Linked DNA regions of Mus musculus: all the other regions are linked to region 1. Evidence: chromatin contacts called from public Hi-C and HiCAR-type data. All regions are on one chromosome and are shown on one strand. Each heading gives the region's core, a stretch centred on a gene start, on an enhancer-like site or on the middle of the called end of the contact. The rest is flanking DNA. Distances are from core to core; before and after follow the strand shown.

Region 1 (3,512 bases), core at 384-2,883:
AATATATTATTTGTTTACAATTTTATTGTAAATTCCACAAATGTATGCAATACATTTTGATCACACAAAATTGTTTTGTTAATACAAAGTTGTTGTGCATAAAACCCAGTATGGCATAAAATCCATCTTCTTATAGTCTTTACTGTATAGTCTTTCTCTCTTACACAATGTTCATTGGGCCTCTGAGTGGGTATAGACATCCCAGTTATGAATAATCCTTTAACCATCATTTATTTTCAGCACTCTGGCCAGTTATGGGTCTTTGCTGCTAATCATTACCCACTGAAAATACATCACCTTATCCAAAGATGATGGCAGCACTAATCTCTGGGAATAAACATAATTATTTAGAATGATATTTGGAGGGGAAAATCATGTCCACTTAGCACAAAAACAACAGCAGTTTTGTTTTGTTTTGTTTTGTTTTTTCTACTATAGACTATAAGCTCTTTAGCTTAGATAGAAATTTCCCCAGCTGCCTTTATAGCATCCTTTGGTACTATGATGGGCTAGCCAAAGAGGAAGAAATTTCCAGCTCAGATCCAGCCTGTGTTCTCTATATCCTATGACAAATGCACGTGATGTCTAGAACAAGAGGGTGTTAGTATGTGTTTCCAGTGATCAGCCACAACAGTAGCCATTGCTGGTATTGTCCTGAGGTTCTCTGGGGCTTCCCCATGCAAAACTTATAAACTTATAGTTTCAATAGTAAACTATGGCTTCAAAACTTTGGACTCAAGAAAAAGCCACAAGAAAACCTGACCCTTGGTAAGCTAATTACAACGTAATATTAAAAAGCAATATACCCTATATGGTTAGATGAATCTGGTATGCAGCACAGCTTAACAAACACTTCCTAACACATAACAAGTGAGTCAAACTTCCTTTTTATCCTTTGAAGTTATGTTCAAAGATCCTCCTTGTCTAGAGTCTCATTTTCTTTCTTCCTGAAGAACTAGCAATCTTTTAGGACTAACCTTACATTTCATTTTGTTTATAAGTTCACATTCCATTGCTAAATTCTGTTTTCTAATCTACTTCCATAACTATGTCATACAGCAGTTTCATCATGATGGAAGCATAATTGAAGCAATTAATATGATTGGCTGAACACCTACAATATGTCAAGAACTCTTCCAAATGACCTATGTCCAGTGCTTCACTGAATTTTCACAATCACTCCATTTTAGTTGTTCACAGTTAACTCAGAGAACTTAAGTGTTATACCAGATTTACTCATTTAGCACATGGCCAACACAATTTTTCATCCAAATGCTTCCTGGGTCCAAATCTTTAAAAATAATTCTAGGACACCTTCATTCTAGTTGTTTGAATTCCGTTTCTTACCATATAATACTACATTTCTATATTTGGAAAACTTTCAGATTGTTTTAACTCCAGAATCTGCATTTTTCATGTTTTTGAAATAGCTTTTTGTAACCTTGAAGATGAGTCTTTTATATTTGCCAAAAGTGTTTGCAAACATCAAATATAACATGAGACAAAGCATTACTGTTCTGCACCTTTAATAGCAACCAGACATTTCCCCAGACTACCTTAAATGTTGAAGTTACAGAACTGGTCATGATTAATGTAATAAGCAGCCAAGATGGTTTACTTTATGATCTCTGCATGACATCTAGTGGTTGGAGTTGGAATATTTACGGAAATGATCTTGTGCCAGAAAGTCCATGTTAGTTGAGAGTCCTCAGTCTCAACATAAAAGGAAGAGTGACACACAGCTCTCTCACTTCTGAAGTCTGGAAAGAGGGAACTCTTGATCATTTATATTTCTCACTCCATGTGTCAGAGCACAGCAATCTGTCTTTGTGTTAAGCAATCGCTGCTCACTGGGGCTTGTGAAACTTTATTTGCCTGTAGTTAGTACTCACTTCTGATGGCTGTGACTCTGGTAATCATTATCACATGCAAAAATGAACAAATCCTTTTGGTTCTGTTTCTTCGACTCTGTGCCACAACAAACCCTCTGTGGCTACAAAGAAGCTTTATATAACCTGCATGCACACAATAACATCACTGGCTTTATTGTTTTAGATTTTTAAAAAAGTGTTATGTACATCTGTTTTGATCTTTCTAAAATGTTATAAACAAGCAATTTCTAGATTTTGAGTCATAAGCATGCCCTTTGTTTTTCATCCTCTGATATAAGATTTGGAAAGAGCTTCCAGTAACTTTGAGTCAGCTTACATGACTGACAATACAAAGTGGCACATGACATGCTTGTGTCCAAGTGATTGGCACACCAGAGCTGGGAGAAGCAGGCAAGGACCTGAAGTCCAACAGTCAAAGACAAGGTCCCAGAGAATGAGTGACTGGAAACAAGCTGTTGCCCTTGAACCTGTGTTCCTACAGAGGGATCTGAGGCTGCCCATCACACCATCTTCTAGTTCCTTCGTCCATAAAACAGAATGTCATTTACCTCAGTTTCATGTGATGAAAACCACCCTAGCATGTGTAAAATTAAGAGTCATTCTAATTAGAAATAGAGAAAGAAGTATTCAGATCAAAAACTGTCCCTGGGTATTCACAAATGGATGCAGGCCAACAGAGAAAATACGTGACAACCAGAGCAGAGAAAATACGTCACAACATGCCGCAGAGAATCTGAAAAGCACTCATAGGTGTTTTCTGTGAAGTCTGGAAATTATCATAAACACTACTTTTTAGAATTTTTCCATCAGAGTTTTTATCTAGAGTTTTGAAAACATTGTTTATGTAATATGTGTGACCTAGTGAATATATATATATATATATATATATATATATATATATATATATATATATATATATGTATATACACACTATCTGTTTGCAGGAGTCTTTGAGGGGAGAGGGGAACCTTGGATCCTCTAGAGTCAGAGTTGGCATAGGTGCTAGGTACCAAATCCAACTGGGTCCTCTGCAGGCGTTTAAGTGCTCATAAGTTCTGAGCCATCTCTCCAGTCCCCTAACTGAGCTTGGAAGTTCATGTGATTTATTATCCTTATTTTCTTTGTGATTGTATGTGGAGCACATGCCTTAACACACACGAAGAGGTCAGAGGACAGCTTGTTGAGTTGGGTCTCTCTTCTTCCCACCCTGTGAGCCCCTGGCATCAAAGTCAAGTTATCAGTCTTGGCAGCAAGAACCATCTCACTATGCCTAAACACCATCTTTTAATGTTCTGTTATTCCTAAATATTCTTTTTTACTGTGACATAAGCAAAATTATGCATTATGTTTCTCAAATTCAGGGTTTTTTTCACTATAAACAAAAACCAACACTATGATAGTACTAGAAACATGTTAACTTTGCAATGGGAAACATATATACAATAATTATTTAGTACTTCAAAGTCTATTGCTAGAGATTATGGTATCAGCAAACATGAAATTCACCTCTGGGATAAAGAGTAAAAGAAGCAATCCCTCTGCAGAGGCTCAAAGAAGACTTTTGTTGAAGAGGTGAGTTTCCCATGCATGGTCTTTGAAGTGGGTTCTTGTTAAATCTAG
Region 2 (3,512 bases), core at 465-2,964, 510 kb before region 1:
TCTTCTGGAGTCCTAGGTTAAAGATGTAGAAATATTAGTATGTGAATATCTCCATTCACATCACAACCCTAAACTTCCCATCTAGACCATAAGGGACTAAAGGGGTACCAGGGAAAAGATATGACCATGTCCTAACCTCCATAGTCGGTGAATGTTAGCTCATTTAGAAAAGAAGAGAGTGACAGTATAAATAAGTTAAACACTGTGAATGGGAAGACAATCGTGGGTTATTTAAGTGAATATTGCTTATTGTAGGAAGCATGCAGAAGAGCTACTGGCCACACAGAGGTGGAGATTTGTAAACAAAGCAGAACCTGTGATTCTCTTCAAGCCACAAACTGTCAGCAGTACCTGATGCAGAAAGAAGCAATCCTAGAAGATTCAGGCCTCCACCAAGGTTTGCGCTGTTATACTTTTCCTCTCCAGAACTGTGGACAAATATATTTATGCTGTTTTCTGCTATTTATCCTGTGACAAATTGCTGCTACATTTCAGGAAGCTAATAAGTCACCGAGCTTTGGCAATTCCTTGAATTATTTAATCTTATAGATGTTGCTAGTTTATTCATGAAACAACAAATTAATCTCATTCTTAACTTACCCTGCCCTAATTTTGTGAGATAAATGTTGAGGCTTTTGCCATTCTGTTTGTAAATGAACCCATCTTTTAGGGATAAGACAGAAGCTTGGCCTATTTAAATGAATAGTTAGACATGACTGGGAGATGTCAGAAAGTGATGTTCCAGGAAAATATCCAGAAAAAAGAAGACGGCTGAACCTTAGCTCTTCTTCAAAGGGGAAATGGGGAGGAGCTCTGTGAGCAATGAATAACTAATCATTTTGGACATTTTATCCCAACAATTTGAGTTGCAATTCAAGATATGTGTTTTTATGTCAAAAATTATTGTATCTTGTTTTGTCCTGTTTGTTGGTTTGTTGCTGTCCTTTGAAGGCTGCTCTTTTTCTGAAGAGAACCAGAGGACAAGTGGATCTGGGACAGAGGAGAAGTGAGTGGGGGCTGGGAACAGTGGGAGGAGGAGGAACTATGGTCAAGATATATTGTATTCAACTAAAAAAAAGTTTAACGTTTTTCAGATAGAAAACTCTAACTTACATTCAACATATTCCCATACACGATCCCATAGGAAGAATAACAATATCAATCAACTCAGATTTCCCAAAGCATCCAGAGTACCCATGGAGGTACCCATGGCTCCAGCTGCATGTGTAGCAGAATTGACTTGTCTGGCATCGATGGTAGGGGAGCCCCTGGGTCGTGTGTAGGCTTGATTTGTTGAGAGCTTTTGGTGCCACTTCTAGGAATTTGACATTTGTCACTGGGCTCAGACAAGGAAGTAGGCTCATATAAGAATATGAGAAACAATGATTGTGGGGCTTTGTTTGCTACTTTGCTTGTGTGATCCTTTTGCTTACTACTTTACTTAGTTACTATCTTGTGTGATATCCTTGTTTACTACTTTGTTTCATCACTTTGTCTTTGATCTAAGAACTGACCGTGTTCTGGATGGACCTAGAATGATATTAAAAGCAGGCTGGAGGGAAAGAAGGCTGCTTCAGCCTCAGCCCTGGCTGGAGTCAGGCTATCATTTTGTGTAACTGTTTTTTTTTCCTTTTCAATCCTCACTCCCTCGCCTGAGACTCTGCTGACTGACTCAGCTGGCTTGGTCACTGGATGATCCAACAGAGTGGAATGCTAGGGCACTGAGGCAGGGGTGGTGGCTGAGTGCTGAAGCACTCTCATAGAAGCAGAGGGAAGCGGGAGAGGATAGGGAGTTTGTAAAGGGGAAACTAGGAAGGGGGATAAAGTTGGAAATCTAAACAAAGAAAATAAAGAAAAATAAAATAAAATGCTTTGTAGAAGGACATGAACATCAAAGAGAATAAACCAAACAAAATTAAAATCCTGCCAAAATTTGTTTCAAATGACTCAAGGAGCCAGTGTTTGGAAGTTTGATATACAGGTTTCAGTACTGTCTTTGGCTTTTATCTAAAAATGATATGAAGCATCTGAAGGTAAAAATGTAATATGCTGGTTACTTACGAATATATAGTTTTATCTGCTCATTTAAAAATATTACTCAATTATTTTGTCTTTATAAATAGCTATGTTTATTATCTATTATCTAGCCACATGTACTTTTGTACTCGTGGATAGATTATGTCTTTCCTGGTTGATGGCTGTGGTTAATTTTTAAGTATATATTTTTGAAATTTTAATTACAAATTCTCCCTTCTAACTCCTTCCATGCACCCCTTTACTTGCTGTCAAATTCATGGCCTTTTTTTCTTTTCAATTGAATATAGAGGCCAGTTAAGAGCTAAGGAACTCTAGACCAGGATGAATTCAAGCAAAGAGTATTGAGAAAACAATGCAAGATTATGAGTCATAAATATTACTGCACGCGTTGCAACTTTATCTCTTTGAAGCTATCTTACATGTCATGTAACATACCAGGAAAACAATTATCCCTGGATAAAGGGTTAATATTGCCTAGATATCAAGAGGAAAGAATATTAAAGAAGACCATGTACCAACAACCTTCAAAGCAATGCCCATCTGACATATCGCTGCCTTCTTAGGTAAAAACTAGACAACCTCTTTCACCTTTCAGTCATTTTATTGAGAACTTAATATCGTTTGCTGAGACTGTTTGCTTCATTCAAATAGTCGCATCCTGAAGAAACTGCTCATAGACCTCTCAGGGTTGGTTGATGTAATAACAGTCCACACTTCCATAAGATTCTGTACTCATAAGCTCTATTGGGGAGAGTGGCATTATCCCTTTTCTGTAGGACATACAGCTTTGAGCAGGTCTTCTAGAAGAATCGATTACAAAGGAAAGACACTTCAAAGGTCCATGGAGTGTGTGGAGGCTGTAAGTAACCGGATGACTTCTGTGACAGACAACACTGACAAGACTTACTCTGGTCCCACTTCTTCCTGTGAGGCAGGTGTCCATACTCCTTGAGAGAGGACGAGAGTCACAGAGTCTTCTATAAATAAAAAGATCCAGTAAATTGTAGCTTTTTCAGGTTAGCTTTAAGCCAATCATGCTTCTATAGTTCATTGGTCAGGCAAACTTTATATGCCCCAGTACAGGGGAATGCCAGGGCCAAAAAATGGGAATGGGTGGGTAGGGGAGTGGGGGGGGGGGAGAGGGTGTGGGGGACTTTTGGGATAGCATTGGAAATGTAATTGAGGAAAATACGTAATAAAAAAAAAGAATTAGCTTATCAGGTATTTTCTCATCTCACCCGTAGGTAAATCAGTTCAATGGAGGGTGAATATCCATCAAAGTACAGGCAAATTCCCTTCCCTCCTGCAAAGCATCCTGAACTGTTTACATCCTAACTATTATTCTATCAACATGTACTTGACTATGTGCACATGAGTGCAAACACATGTGTGTCCGCATGCACGTGCATATTATTTATGGTGGTAAGAGTAGAACATTCTCAAAACATACAGAATATCCTGACTACAATTGCATG
Region 3 (3,512 bases), core at 402-2,901, 450 kb after region 1:
GGATCTATCCCATAATTAGCCTCCAAACGATGACACCATTGCATACACTAGCAAGCGTTGGCTGAAAGGACCCTGATATAACTGTCTCTTGTGAGACTAGGCCGGGGCCTAGCAAACACATAAGTGGATGCTCACAGTCAGCTATTGGATGAATTACAGGGCCCCCAATGGAGGAGCTAGAGAAAGTATCCAAGGAGCTAAAGAGATCTGTAGGTGCAACAACATTATGAACTAACCAGTACCCCGGAGCTCTTGACTCTAGCTGCATATGAATCAAAAGATGACCTAGTCGGCCATCACTGGAAAGAGAGGCCCATTGGACTTGCAAACTTTATATGCCCCAGTACAGGGGAACCCCAGGGCCAAAAAATGGGAATGGGTGGGTAGGGAAGTAGGGGGGAGGGTATGGGGGACTTTTGGGATAGCATTCTAAATGTAATTGAGGAAAATACATAATAATAAAAAATATTTTTAAAAAAGGGGCCTTAATACATTCAGAGAACACTCATACTTCAAAATGTATCTGGTTGTCTTGCTGAGGAAGCTGTGTTTGCACCACAGCCGTACTACTACTTAACAATGTTTGCAATCTCTGTCTTCTTTTGCAGGATGAATATAATGTGCATCGTGGGAAAATATAGACTGGTCAAAACTTTTGCAATAGTGTGGTACCTGACTTTCTGTAAGTTATTATCCAAAGCTCCACTGGGTTTTCTGAACACCAGAATAAGAATTAATTGTTCCTCCCCATCAATTTGTTTTTGGTCATCTAAGCTGCCTCAAAAATGTGTTATATTTATTCCCCCCTAAATAAGCAAAAGTTCAAATGTGAGTCATTTTTGCCAATAATGTCTTGATAATGTTTATTGAACACACACTAAAAGTCACATCCTAAAGGACTTGTGTATATTATAATGGCTTCATACCAGTCTTACAGAGTAAATTGGCCTTGTTACTGTCCTTTTACAGGGTAAACAATGCACACTCAATGGAAGTGAAATAATCTCAAAGTCATGGCTAAGGAGATGATCTGAAATTCAAGCCAATACTTTCAACTCCACAGCTTCCTCTTGGCACCACTGATGCTATCTCTATCTACTCTAATGTTTTTTCATGGACTATACTCTTGTCATAAGTGAGTGGCGATAAATTTATTTACCATTATCTCACTACAATCCTTATAGCAGCTATGAGATATCAGTATGGTAGATTATAGATATGGCATATTAATTGATTTTCTTTGAAATCAAACCCTTAGTGGTACTGAAATTAATGTGATAACTTGTTAGGACATACACCACTAGCAGGTGGCCTACAACATTAGTTTAATACATGTGAAAATTTAACTTTCCTTGTGGAGTAAACTATTTATCCTTCCTCTCCACAATCTCCCAAGTGTGGTTACCCATGGGCATTCCCAGGTCCATTACTTAACAGTTCAGTGTTGTCCTCTATTTGACGGCATTTACAACAATCTACAAATGGCAATGGGTTTGGATTTTGTTTTAATTATTTTTAAATCCTTTATTTATAATCATCTCCCTTGATCTCCTATGTAACCAACATTCCAAGAATTCAAAATGCATACTGCCCAGAAACTCTTTTAACTCATACATTCAAATGGCTCAAACTTTGTTGACTATCAGAGTCACCGCTAGAGGTGACTCATTTGCTTTCAGAGATTAGACATGGTCTCCTTTGGTGTTCTCTATGTGCAGGAAACAACCAGGGAGTATTTAGCAAAAGAACAAGGAAAGGTTGATGTTGCAACACAACTCACATGCCAACTCCAGCTGGGCTGGCAGAGAAACCAAGACTATTAAATTCAGGGGTGTTCTCTCTCCCTCCCTAATGAGCATCTGAGATTAATATAAGCTCTTGAAGAGCTGAGGGTTCACAGATTTCAAAATGCAACCCCCTACAAGTTTGAAAGGTGGACTCATAAATTACGTGCAAATAAAATTCTCACATTGTTAAAAGGAACTCTGCTTTTTTTTTTCTTTTTTTTTTTTTTTTTTTTTTTTTTACGCATTGCTTAGGCAAGCTGGAAAAACTGCAAGAAGAATGAAGGTGTGCGCTGCTAGGTCCCATGGAGCTTCTTGTCTCACTAGCTTCTCAACTCTGTAGGCAACTGTCACACTCATAGCACTGGCCTTGTTCAAGAAGCAACCATTATTGGGTTCTTTGTAGGGGTGATGCACAAGGTTTCTGTGATGCAACAGTCCCAATTGAACCTGGCCAGCTACGTGTGTCCTTCTCACCCAGTAGGTGACGAGGGGTAAGCAAACATTCTACCCTATCAGAGATGATGATGATGATGATAATCAATTTGTTTGGCTGGGTTTTACGGAGAAGAACCCAACCGTGAAATTCCCAAATTGGTAGACAATGGAAGAATTGGGAAATGTACAAAAATCGGCAGCGCAGAGTGCTGTAAAGCATAAATAATCATGGGTTAGAAAGAAGAAAAGAGCTAATGGAAGGACTATCACAGTATTTGACAAACCTGAAACTTGTGAGCAGTAAGAGTTTTACTTAGGTCAGTTGCTGGCAGAACCTCCCAAGGAACAGCCACATCAGATTCCTGTCAGCAAGCTCCTCCTGACAAGAGCAACAATGTCACAGTTTGGTGTCTGCAAACAGGATGGATTCCCAGGTGGGGTGGTCCGTGGACAGCCCTTCCTTTAGTCTCTGCTTCATTTTTTTTTTTTGGCCCTGTCTTTCCTTTGGGTAGGAACATTTCTGGGTTTAAAACCTTTGAGATGGGTGGGTGGCTCCAACCCTCAACTGGGGGCTGTGCCTATCTACTTGAGATGTAAATAAGTAGAATGATTGATTTTTTTGAAAAAAAAAAAAGAATAAAAAATAAATTTAAAAAAATGTTAGGATGCTCAGAGCTCCAGGGTACCAGAAGACCATCGTGTTCTTGCTGCTAAGAGAATGAGATGTCCTGTCTGTTTCAGTTGCCCCATAATGTGGCTCCATTTCATCAATCCAGGCACTTACTATGAATGAAAGTGTCACAGCCAATCCCATGTTACATTAACCTGGTAAGAAGTTGATTACAGCCTTCTTCATCTTGGATTCCATTTCAGATAATATTGAGAATTTTTGCATCAATATTCATAAGGGAAATTAGTGTGAAGTTCTCTTTCTTTCTTGGGTCTTTGTGTGGTTTAGGTATCAGAGCAACTGTGGCTTTATAGAATGAATTGGGTAGAGTACTTTAGGTTTCTATTTGGTGGAATAGTTTGAGGAGTATTGGTATTACATCTTCTTTGAAGGTCTGATAGAACTCTGCACTAAGCCCAACTGGTCCTGGGCTTTTTTTGGTTGGGATACTATTAGTGACTGTTTCTATTCCTTTAGGTGATATGAGACTGTTTAAATCATTAATCTGTTCCTGATTTAACTTTGATACCTGGTATCTGCCTAGAAAATTGTTCATTTCGTCCAGGTTTTCCAGTTTTGTTGAGTATAGCCTTCTGTAGTAGGATCTGATGATTTTTTTT
Region 4 (3,512 bases), core at 698-3,197, 370 kb after region 1:
TTAAATGAAAAAAAGAGATGTGAAAACTAAATATAAGGAATAGTACACTGAAAGAAATCCTGGCCTTCGAGCTTTTAATTTTTATTCTTTCTCCTTTCTCGAGTGAATGTTATTAACTATTTATATGGGCCTAATGCCAAATATAATATCAGTAACTCAAAGAGTCATAGTACAGCCATGTCTCTGCTTCACATAAATTCAGACTTAGTAGGGAGACATGAACATGAGCTAATAAGTTTAAGACAGTGTACCATAATTGTTATAGCACCAGAATGGCTTTTATATGTATAAATACGTGCATGTGGTTCTCAAATATACTGACTCAATTTAATCTTACCAGAATAAGGAATAGCGGCATAAAAGTATTCACAGTAGGGAAACTGGACGTGATGGTTCACACCAACTAATCTAAATGATGGAGTCAAGCTCCAGGTATGAGAAAATCCAGGACAAATAAAGAAAAGCGTTACAAAACAGGGTCAAGCAGCAATGCAGGGGTCACCGTGGCCCTCCACAAAACAAAAACGAATCACATGAACTGCCTTCTAAATGAATAACAGAAATTTCTCAATAAAAGTGGGAAATATAAAACTCTCCACGAGAAGAAGAAATATTTGTTGAAAAGGAATGCAATCATATGACCATAGTCCCACAGAGCTTGAAACTCCATTTTAAATCCCAAGCTTCACTTGCTTAGGTCACAGGCGGCTGTGATTGTTCATAATCACAAGGATATTAAACAGAAGGATGTCTAAGTAGGTCAGAGATGTAGGTCACTAATCATCTGATGCTATCCGTCCTACTTTAAAATTTCTTAGCGCTAACCCTTCCAGTGTGTGGAATTTGAGGCTTGCCTTTTCTGCCAACCTTAGCATAACAGAAAAATAAAAATCATGGCATGCCCTTGAAACTCAAAGGCTGCAAAGATATGTGGCAGCTCAGCAGGTGTGGTTACTCATCTGAACAGTTACTGATGTCATAGGCCGTCCATATTCACTAAGGTTTTACAAATACTGACAATACTCTTATAGTAAACCACACATGCAATAAATGTTTGAGCAACTCCTTTGACGACTGTCCTTCGCCCTTCCCACTCTATGGTACTCAACTGAGGCAAATAGATTCTAGAGAAGCACCTTGCCAGTTAACTAAAGAACAATATCTTTCATCTTACAAAGGGAAATGTTGCTAAAGAAGATTGATAATCCAGAAAGAATATTTTAAAGAAGATTGATAATCCAGAAAGAATATTTTAAAGAAGATTGATAATCCAGAAAGAATATTTTTTATACTTAAGCTTTGAAATTATAATATAGTTACATTTCTCCCTTCCCTTTTCTCCTTCCAAGGTCTCTTTCAAATGCCCGGCTTTGCTCTTTCAAATTTATGGGCTCTCATTTCATTAATTGTTATTGTATGCATAGATGTCTATTTCCTAAAAATAACCTGCTTAATCTACATAATGTTATTGTATGTATGTTTTCAGGAAAGAGCATTTGGAACTCAATACAAGCTTTTTTTTTAATCTTCATGTACCAGAATATGCTGTCATTTTGACTTTTTAGAATTCTGTACTATGTGTTCTAGAAGGCTTCCCATTCATAATGACCTTAATTGCCACAACTATATGTTGTGCTACTCTTATAAAATACATTGCCTTCACTTTTAGGACATTGTACGCTAGTATATAACAATTAACTATAATATTTCATGGAAAATAAAATATAACCATATACCCGTAGATAATTTCTGGAGGTTTTGCTCATCTTTGAGTGTTGTTTACTACTCTACACAGATGGTGTTGAGTGTTAAATTTAAGCAATAAAAAAGACATTACCATGGTTAGGAAATAAGTTTCAGAAACCTTTTAAATCTGTTGCTCTGAAGTTCCAGAATAACCTTTGGCTTGGCTCTGCTGTTGTAGAGCCTTGGAAGTTTGTAAGAAATCTGCGTCAGCACCCATCTGTGCACTGACTCACCACGGGCCCCAGTGTTTAAAGATCCTCACTGTGAAGAGGTTAGCTATCCCTACAAGTTTCATGATTCTTCCAGTAGAATCATTATGGTCAAGATTTGGTTCATGATTTAATATTCTTCAAGGCCAGGAATTTAACAAAGAAATTACCTGGCTTAATTCTTTACTTACTCATACAACAAGGGCACATATTACTAGCCAAGCCTCTCTAACTAGAAATAGTGAATTAAATATTAGGTATATATTTACATATCTTCAAAGGTACTAAAGGTCTACTAAGATATGTAAACCTTAAAGTGTCAGGCTCTTAGAGAAGGGAAGGCAAGAAACTGAGCAAGAAATTGTTTCATCTTCCTAACTCAGTCTTTTGCCAGATCTTAAGAATGGAGGAAAGGGGGAAAGCCAACTAAAGATAGGAGTCAAACAGAAACTTTAACTTTCTCATGCACTTGGAAAACTAACAAAAATAGGTTAACTACTTGGAATGCCTTAGGAAGTCTTTAATCGAAGACTAAAACCCATTCTCAAAACTGGGCCTGCATTTCTAAAACTAAAACTTAGCTTCAAATAAGTTCATTCTCTCAGTGTATTGAGGTAATATTCACCTACTTGCCACAGACTAACACAGATTGGGTGTCCGATCTTTAGGGAACGGGTTTCTGGTTGCAGGTGAGCAAGGGTCAGTGAGAACTGACAAACAGAGGCAGACATGAGGGAGAGCTGAATCTGAATGTAATTTTTGTCAAAGTTAGCATCAGTTATATAGAATACAGGAAACAAAGGAGTAGGGTGTCACAGCAGGCAAGGGACATAGAAGTTATCTGACACAAAAGGAAGGAATGACTTCAAAGGACTGACAGAAACCAGGTAATGTTTACAGTAAAGATAAAACAGCCCTGCCTAATGATAGGTAAAGATTTCACATCCTAGTCACAATTTATGCTACTCCTTTGAGCCTTGTGAAAGCTAGTATCAGGGGGGTTCTGCTCTAGCAGCCCTTATCATGAATAATGCAATACCGCAGTCCCCCTATTTCCTTGGCCTTGGTAAATTATTGCATATGAGAGTAACTTGACTGTTCTCTTAAGTATCTGTAGGGAATATCCATTTGTCAGGAGAATTCACCAACTTTCTTCTAATATGCAATGTGGACTGCTATACCTGGCTGTAATGAAGATTCTAAGTATACTTTGCTAAGCTTGCCCTGAGACTTCTAACTCTTATCCAGTAGAATACTGTAAGAAAGCATGCAAGACCCTCCACAATATTACAAGGACAAATCTGGGGCATCCTAGCTATGGGAATGCCATGGTTCCAGGAGGCTAAGTTTCCTTGAAACTCTGTCTCAGGACGGCTTCCAGGTTTCTAAACCTATAATGCGAGTCACTACTGGAGTGGATGCAGTACCTATTCTAACTCCGTCAAAAGAAAAACAAATTCTCCTGGAGGATGGGAACAATAACCATACCCTCAAATGATCTTGAAAATATACCAAGTATATGACATTCTATCCGAAGTTATCAGCCATACAAAGAAA

What was found. Hi-C and Micro-C count contacts between places; a contact is called where the count stands out from the background. HiCAR-type assays count read pairs that join an accessible place to other places.
Region 2: a Hi-C map of uterus shows a contact between it and region 1, with 5 times the contacts expected there. The contact joins two enhancer-like sites. A contact is called at or near these places in 2 of 484 Hi-C or Micro-C datasets (embryonic fibroblasts and uterus) and 1 of 115 datasets of contacts at active chromatin or transcription factors (fibro-adipogenic progenitors).
Region 3: a Hi-C map of uterus shows a contact between it and region 1, with 7 times the contacts expected there. The contact joins two enhancer-like sites. A contact is called at or near these places in 3 of 484 Hi-C or Micro-C datasets (cumulus cells and uterus) and 1 of 115 datasets of contacts at active chromatin or transcription factors (fibro-adipogenic progenitors).
Region 4: a HiCAR-type map of fibro-adipogenic progenitors shows a contact between it and region 1, with 6 times the contacts expected there. The contact joins two enhancer-like sites. A contact is called at or near these places in 1 of 484 Hi-C or Micro-C datasets (uterus) and 1 of 115 datasets of contacts at active chromatin or transcription factors (fibro-adipogenic progenitors).

The regions. Positions count from the first base shown.
Region 1 is chr16:86,643,383-86,646,894 of GRCm38.p6, forward strand. No RefSeq gene overlaps it. Among named protein-coding and RNA genes, the nearest start is that of Gm32461, 160 kb to the right of the region's middle. Within about 2 kb of position 1,634, at least 52 of the 459 cell types and tissues checked have an H3K27ac peak or open chromatin away from gene starts, as enhancers often do. A contact at or near this core is called in fibro-adipogenic progenitors and uterus, where this site is marked.
Region 2 is chr16:86,136,682-86,140,193 of GRCm38.p6, forward strand. No RefSeq gene overlaps it. Among named protein-coding and RNA genes, the nearest start is that of Gm32357, 97 kb to the right of the region's middle. Within about 2 kb of position 1,715, at least 54 of the 459 cell types and tissues checked have an H3K27ac peak or open chromatin away from gene starts, as enhancers often do. A contact at or near this core is called in fibro-adipogenic progenitors and uterus, where this site is marked.
Region 3 is chr16:87,090,445-87,093,956 of GRCm38.p6, forward strand. No RefSeq gene overlaps it. Among named protein-coding and RNA genes, the nearest start is that of Gm32865, 36 kb to the right of the region's middle. Within about 2 kb of position 1,652, at least 12 of the 459 cell types and tissues checked have an H3K27ac peak or open chromatin away from gene starts, as enhancers often do. A contact at or near this core is called in uterus, where this site is marked.
Region 4 is chr16:87,008,499-87,012,010 of GRCm38.p6, forward strand. The region is part of intron 2 of Gm38477 (a long non-coding RNA gene); the gene reads right to left. Among named protein-coding and RNA genes, the nearest start is that of Gm38477, 39 kb to the right of the region's middle. Within about 2 kb of position 1,948, at least 6 of the 459 cell types and tissues checked have an H3K27ac peak or open chromatin away from gene starts, as enhancers often do. A contact at or near this core is called in fibro-adipogenic progenitors and uterus, where this site is marked.